2 separate regions of the Hordeum vulgare genome follow, and region 1 is linked to region 2. Evidence: chromatin contacts called from public Hi-C data. All regions are on one chromosome and are shown on one strand. Each heading gives the region's core, a stretch centred on a gene start, on an enhancer-like site or on the middle of the called end of the contact. The rest is flanking DNA. Distances are from core to core; before and after follow the strand shown. Region 1 has its middle 99 kb from the start of LOC123409479. Region 2 has its middle 82 kb from the start of LOC123413091.

Region 1 (3,892 bases), core at 1,199-3,698, 39 kb before region 2:
TGACAATTCTACACTTTTGGACGTAAGTGCCTCCCGTGAGAGTGTTAGTGTTATGAGGCCAGCAAAAACACAAAATCTTCCTTTTCATTTATATCGTCGTTGCGGACACTTGAACTGTTTTGTTATTCTATGAAATAGTGAAAAATAACTTTTTGGATTGAAGACTATGTGGAAAGAAACGATAGAGAAATATACTTATAAATAGTGATTAGTATAAGTCAACCGAGGAATAGTCAACTCTGAAGTAACGAAAATCCCCCTGCAAGCCCTCTCTTTCTTCAACTAGCACGTTTGGAAAATCACCTAGCGTGATGCCGCCTTAGCCTCAGTAGCATTGACACGGAACTGAGGCCCTGTTTGGTTAAAAAGTCCTAGAATTTTTTTAGTTCCAACTAAAACGTTCATAGTCCCTATCTCTTTGGTTTCAGAGACTAAATATGAACTAGAAGTTATTAAATGACATGCTAAAAGACCATGTTACACCTAGTAATGTACTAGAGGTTATTAAATGACATGCTAAAAGTCGGGGCACTGTTGAAAAAAGTTTTTAAAAGTCTCAAAAAGGCATTTCCATAGGGACTTATTCCTTTAATCCTAAATGTTCACTTTTAGGCTTTTAGTCCCTTAAAGTCTCTCTTATTTGGTTTAGATGGGACTAAAAGAGATAGTCCCTACCCTGTAAACAAACACCCCGTGATGAGGCTGGCTCCTTGGCCTTCTTCCTCGATCGTCACCCAATTAAATTATGTCTCAGTTCTGATGCACCTACCCATCGGCTCGACATAGCCGGACAGGGAAACTGATAATGAGAAGGGAGAAAAAGGAAGAAAAATTCGGCTAGCTGATCGTGCATGCACCTTATCGTCCTTGTGGGCCTGCTCCTGCAAGGAGCAAATGGAGTCGTAGTCCCAGGTTTTGGGCTGGTAGTCCACCGGCCGCCGGTGCAACTCAGCCGGCGGGAACCGGTCGGCGTACATGGTTGCATCAGCAGCCGACGCCATTAGTGTTCTATCTACCTCAGTGTACGTAAGGGTAGACAGCAAGATGTGTTCTTCGGCTTCTACGGTCTAAACCGGAAAAGAGGTAGCTAGTTCGGCTCTTGCAAAAATCTAGTTTGATATGTTTGCAACAAAGGTGCCATCGAAATGGCAAGCTATTTATAGATGCAGACTATTGTTGCACCGGGGAGTTGTGGCCCGGTACGTCCGGGGTAGAGTTAGAAAGTTAGTCCCTTTTTCAGGAAATATGCATGAAACAAGTGCAGCTAGATTTACTCAAACAGAATATCTCCAGACATGTGGTATCCGTATATGGACGGCGAACAGGAGTGACAGCAGGAGTGTGTGGTCTCCGTCTTCTGTTCGTCTTGTTCCTAGGCTGTGTACATAATATCCTATCAATTTATTTCATAGCGAATCGATGGACCGTGTGTCTTTTTCAACAAAAAAAATTCTTTTGTGGTCAATCATTTTCTCATAATAAGGCAGTGTATAATTATAAGAACGTGAGCGATGTTCGTCAGGTGTGAATGTGGTTGACCTTAACCTTTCCGAGGATCTAGCTCATCCATGATCTTTTAATTCCGGAAGCTCCTTTGTGAACATTCTTTTCTTTCTTTAATCTTTTATAAAAATCATGAATGCTTCGTCCAATATATTAATTAAAAATAGTATGTTCGTTTTTATTTATAGTATTTGTTAATCAAGTTGTTTGGATTAATCAAGTTGTTAATAATGAAATTATTGGATGACATCCAAATTGTGCTTTATTTATACTATTCATATATTAACCGAAGTTCCCTCAAGCATGATTGAGTAAATTAATCATGAATATTTAAATATTAGTTAACCATGAAAAATGGTATGTATTATGAATTAATCACGGGTGTATAAATATATGAACCTATTTAATACTTTTTTTTATAATTTTCATGGTATATATTAATCAACTTGATTAATTTATATATTAACAACTTCGGCACAAACTGGACGACATAGTTATGTGTATTTATATATTAATTAATCGAAGTAAATTCATTCATGATTTATGAATAATAGAACTGCACATACAAGTACATTAATTAATCAGTCGACATATCTCCCTTTTTTTAATCCTGAGTATTTGTACTGTGGATTAGGTTAACTGATTTGTAGTGACAAAAGAAAGGTTAATTGATTTGAATGATCTATTAGCGGAAAAAAAACTAAATAGAGTGAAAAGATAAGCAGGTTCATGCCAAGATTCTTTATAATGCACACTAGCCTACGTGCAAGTTACGAAGTCCACTCTTCTTTTCATAATCAGTGCACAAAAAGTGTGTAGCTTATATATTTCATTAAAATATCCCTAAAAAATAATATATATTTCCAGACGTGTGGTATTGGCTTCTGTACGGCTAGCAACGACGGCCAAGTGACAACCATGTGGCCTCTATTCTTTTGTTCATACTAACCAATCTTTGGAGTTTGTCTTTTCATGCGAAAATATCTCAGCTGGTCAATCGCTCTCCTCTCGATGGTCTGGGCTGCCCAGCTCATACTCCCTCCGTCTCAAAATTCTTGTCTTAGGTTTATTTAGAAATAAATGTATTCAAATATTAAAGCGTGACTAGATACATTTATATATAGACAAATGTAAGACAAGAATTTTGAGACGGAAGGAGGGAGTACAATATTAATTAAGTCTGTGAGTGAGTGATATCTAGCCGATGTTGATTTGGTTTGCATTATAATAATCTTAAAGATCTTTTTTATGCGAAATAGCATCTTACACACCAAGCTCGTCGTTGTTTTTTCTTTCGAAAATAGTTTCATGCCACGCGGGATAGCTGCCACCCTGGTGGACGTCATAGTAAATGCTTTGAGATTTGAGCATGACGATTAACCGGGTGGACTGGTGAAGACCAGCATAAAAGTGAGCACTAATTACAGACAATACACCGGCACATTTGGACTACCATTATAGGCCTACAGTGTTAGGAGCTCTGACATCAATGGTGCATATTCATTTTTGTCGTAACCAAAAGTTGTATGCCCACATCGTTTGTTTAACACATCCATATTGGTTCTGTTTGGATCCATGAGTTAGAGTTAGAGTTGGTTAGATTGGACCAATCCAACCCCAAAACATCCAAACAGGAGGGTTAGAGTTGGTTAGATGCATCTAACCCATTTAAAAAAACTAACACACCCAAGAGGTGCTTATTTGGGTTAGAGTTAGGTTGGGTCCACAAAAGTTATTTTTCTCTCTACCTCTCCATCACACCAAATCCTTGATAAAGGAGCCAAATGATTGAAAAAAGTGCATTTATTGGTAATCTAACCTTCCATCCAAACACCTCTTTGGTTAGAGTTAGTTTAGGGTTAGTTCAAGGTTAGAACCTAACTCTAACCTCTAATCGAGTTAGAGTATCCAAACAGGGCCATTGATCATGTGATTTTTTTTCAAGGATCAAGTGATTGATATTAATATACATTGGAACATATGACTTGTAGCTTTCTATTCACTGAAACGTTGCACCGCATGCAAGGAAGCCTGCTGCACCATGCCAAGCTAGTGCTCCCGTGGCTCCGTAGACAAAAATGTTAGAAAGGGCTTAGTTTAAAAAACCGGACCGGACCAGAAGCCTCATCGGGTTTTTAAGCTAATAAAACCGTTTTGCAATTGGACCAGAGAAAACCGGTTGAACCGACCGGTTTTCTAGAAAACTAGTGAAAAACCGGGTCACAAACCGGAAAAAACTAGAAAAATATTTTAATAGAAATTGGGAGAAGTGGGATTCGATCCCAGGTCGGATGAGCAATACGTGAAGCGTGCCCATGGCCCTATAACTAACTCGGCTATGCTACTTTGTTGTTCACTACAAGAAAATAATTTCATTTCACCATAGTTT
Region 2 (3,570 bases), core at 964-3,463:
CCATCTCATCTCCAAACCCTAGTTCATCTATTGTAACCAATCTCCGTCTCGCGACTCTGATTGGTACTTGTAAGTTTGCTAGTAGTGTTGATTACTCTTTGTAGTTCATGCTAGTTGGATTATTTGGTGGAAGAGTTTATGTTCAGATCCTTGATGCTACTCATTTCACCTCTGATCATGATTATTATTATGCTTTGTGAGTAGTTACTTTTGTTCCTGAGGACATGGGATAAGTCATGCTAATAATAGTCATGTGAATTTGGTATTCGTTCGGTATTTTGATATGTTGTATGTTGTTTTTCCTCTAGTGGTTTTATGTGAACGTCGACTACATAACACTTCACCATTATTTGGGCCTAGAGGAAGGCATTGGGAAGTAGTAAGTAGATGATGGGTTGCTAGAGTGACAGAAGCTTAAACCCTAGTTTATGCGTTGCTTCGTAAGGGGCTGATTGGGATCCACTAGTTTAATGCTATGGTTAGACGTTATCTTAATTCTTCTTTCGTAGTTGCGGATGCTTGCGAGAGGGGTTAATCATAAGTGAGATGCTTGTCCAAGTAAGGGCAGTACCCAAGCGCCGGTCCACCCACATATCAAACTATCAAAGTAACGAACGCGAATCATATGAACATGATGAAACTAGCATGACAGAAATTCCCGTGTGTCCTCGCGAGCGTTTTTCCTTCTATAAGACATTGTCCAGGCTTGTCCCTTGCTACAAAAGGGATTGGGCCACTTTGCTGCACCGTTGCTACTTTTGTTACTTGTTGCTTGCTACAAATCATCTCACCACACAATCATTTGTTACCGATAATTTCAGTGTAGATATTTCCTTGCAGAAAACCACTTGTCAGATCCTTCTGTTCCTCGTTGGGTTCGACACTCTTACTTATCGAAAGTACTATGATTAATCCTCTATAATTGTGGGTCATCAGAGGCGGGGCGAGATCCGCGTCCATCCCGGCTGGGAAGTCGCCCCCCTCTCCATCGAAGTGGTCGTTGCCATCGCTGCCATTTGAGCTACCGTCATCAGAAGGGAACGACGGGTCCGACGGCAGCTGCTCAGACCGAACCACCAAGACGGAGACGATTGCACCTAGGCCGGAGAAGCCATGAACTGGGATGGTATGCGGCACATCATATAAGGATCTGCTTTTGACAGAGAGCAGAACAGCAGAGTAGTCCAGTCCAGTCAGGCAGACCGAATCGATCTGGATGGGCGACGCTAAGGGCACCACAGAGTTTGTAATGGTCTCTGGGAACCAGTACTCGATGGGGAAGTCTTCCAAGTTTAGGGCAGAGACCGTGCCAAGGCATTAAAGGAATCTATTGTCAGTGTCATCATGACGGATCAGGTGGATAGAGTTGATGGGGCAGTTGAACGGGCTTAATGGCACAGAGATTTCCCTTTCGTATGTGGAACTGAATACAACCAGTCTCGCACCTTGAGAGGATGCTCTAATGGCAACCTGGGGGTTTCTAGCACCCGAGAGAAGAGCCCGACGGATCATGGCTTGGGGGGAAGGATGAGGAGGATTAACGTAGGCGAAAGCGAGGTTTTGGAAGTGATCAAGGTCGACGAATGGCATGAAGACATTGGAATGACTCCTACGGCGAGTCGGCGGGGAGGGAGGAAGCATGAAGGGGTCCGAGTCCCAGTCCGTGGCCTCTTCGCCGGACTCAAACTCTACCTCGTCAGGGTCTTCCTCCTCTTCCATGATCACATCCTCCACATCCTCATGAACAGGGAGGGCAGAGGCATTCGCCGGGGGAGAGGAGGCGGCGCGAAGGTTGAGATCAACTTCCTCAGAGGAGGAAAGCTCGATCGGCACCGGGATGAAGCTGGCCATGGAGGCGGGCAACTGTTGCACAGGGGAGGGTTGAGGGAAGAGAGGAGGAGGTGACGGGGGAGACTCAGGAGTGGATGCATGATGAGCAATGGCGGTCGGGCCGGTAGAGTATAAAACAGTCTTGCAGGTATGTTTGTTGTGTCCCCAGCCCCAGCACCGACGGCAGCGGATAGGGTCGCGACACATTTTGACCCGGTGATCGAGAGCAAGGCACCTATGGCATCTATCTCTGAAGTTAGTGATATTAGGAGGAGTTGGGGAGCGGGACGTCGGCTGCATGGAGGTCTGCATGCTATAAGGAGAGGAGGCGAGGGCACGGGCGTAAGAAAGTTTCTCGCCACCCGATGGGAGAGGCTGGGGGCTACTACAGTGCCCCGACTGAAGCGCCGCAGCATGCAAAAGAGTCTTGGGCAACGCGACATCACTTCCCGTGAACATCCCTTCATTTGGCTGTAGTGATTTGTCCACCGCGGAGACCCGGATGGAAACGACAGGGGGGAGGGGCAAGTTGCCTGACGGGATTGGCAGAATACCGGCTGCCGTCAGATTTAAAATAAGAGTCGGCCTCTTCCCTGCCACGCGACGACTAGCGATAGGATGCATGGCAGGAGCCATGCAGCGCTCGCGCACTACGTCGGGGGCGGGATTCACATGCGAGGGAGAGCACACAGGGGAGAGTGGCTTGGGGGCGAGAGCGGCCGCAGCAGCTGCCGAAACCATCGAACGCGCAGCAGGCGATACAGGGCGGGAAAAACACACAGAGGTAGGGTCGTAAGAGCTTTTTATAGCGAGGGCCATGCTACTTTGACATGGGGGACATAGGACTACATCGGCAGAGGCTGAGTTCGCAGATTGTTGCATCATGGGGGAGAAAGAGTCCACAGGAAAACCGGAGCTGAGAGGGTACAGAGGCCGGTTGTCATTGCAGTCGATGGCAGCATTTGCAGAAATAGCAGGAGAGGTTGACCACAGGCCCTAGAATAGAGCCAACTTGTTTTGAATTTTGAATCGGGGCGCAGCAGAAATACTTGCGAGCGGACGCAAGAGAAGGTCTTGCAAGATGGAAAAAAATAACTATCCCATTGTAATTAATCCCTTCCAGACAGACTATGAACTGGGCAGCCTTATTGCAAGCTACAGACATCGAGAATAAGCAGGGACTGAACTGCCGAACCCGCGGACTTTCGAACGTAGAGCCTAGCCAAGACCCAATCAACTTAGCAATAATCGCGGCATTAGGCGCCGGAGAAGGAAGCAATACCTGAAGCCAAATCTCAGGCTTTGCCGAAGGAGCAGTCAGCATGGAGATTGGCGAGCACACCGGCGACGATAGGAGCTTCACTACATGAGTCCTCAAGACCGGCAAGAAAGGTCCTACTCGATGCCGTCGCAGCATCTCCGGCGTAGAGGCCGACAGGAAGCCGTCCCTGAATGCAGAAGCCGAGCGAAGGTCCTCCGACGAGGCCAGGGAGATCTGAGATGGGGCGAGATCCAGGCCTATGCGGCCTCCCAAAGCATCAGATGAGCAAGTCCCAACCGAATCGGGCGCGGAGGCTTTGGAGGGAGGCATAGGGAAAGCCGCATCGGGAGCATGACTCGAAGGAGGTGGAGGAAGACACGCAGAGAACCATCTGATGGAGACGCAGGATCCCGAACGTGTGCATCCAAATTGATCGCCGACGGCGGCTGCTTAGGTGGTGACGCAGAGGGAGATGAATC

The links. A called contact is a pair of places that touch in the nucleus more often than the background predicts.
Region 1: a contact with region 2 is called in a Hi-C map of leaf, with 1.6 times the contacts expected there. The contact joins two enhancer-like sites. A contact is called at or near these places in 2 of 6 Hi-C or Micro-C datasets (leaf and seedling).

The regions. Positions count from the first base shown.
Region 1 is chr7H:607,594,052-607,597,943 of MorexV3_pseudomolecules_assembly, reverse strand. No RefSeq gene overlaps it. Among protein-coding and RNA genes, the nearest start is that of LOC123409479, 99 kb to the left of the region's middle. Within about 2 kb of position 2,448, at least 1 of the 3 cell types and tissues checked has open chromatin away from gene starts, as enhancers often do. A contact at or near this core is called in leaf, where this site is marked.
Region 2 is chr7H:607,555,619-607,559,188 of MorexV3_pseudomolecules_assembly, reverse strand. No RefSeq gene overlaps it. Among protein-coding and RNA genes, the nearest start is that of LOC123413091, 82 kb to the right of the region's middle. Within about 2 kb of position 2,213, at least 2 of the 3 cell types and tissues checked have open chromatin away from gene starts, as enhancers often do. A contact at or near this core is called in leaf, where this site is marked.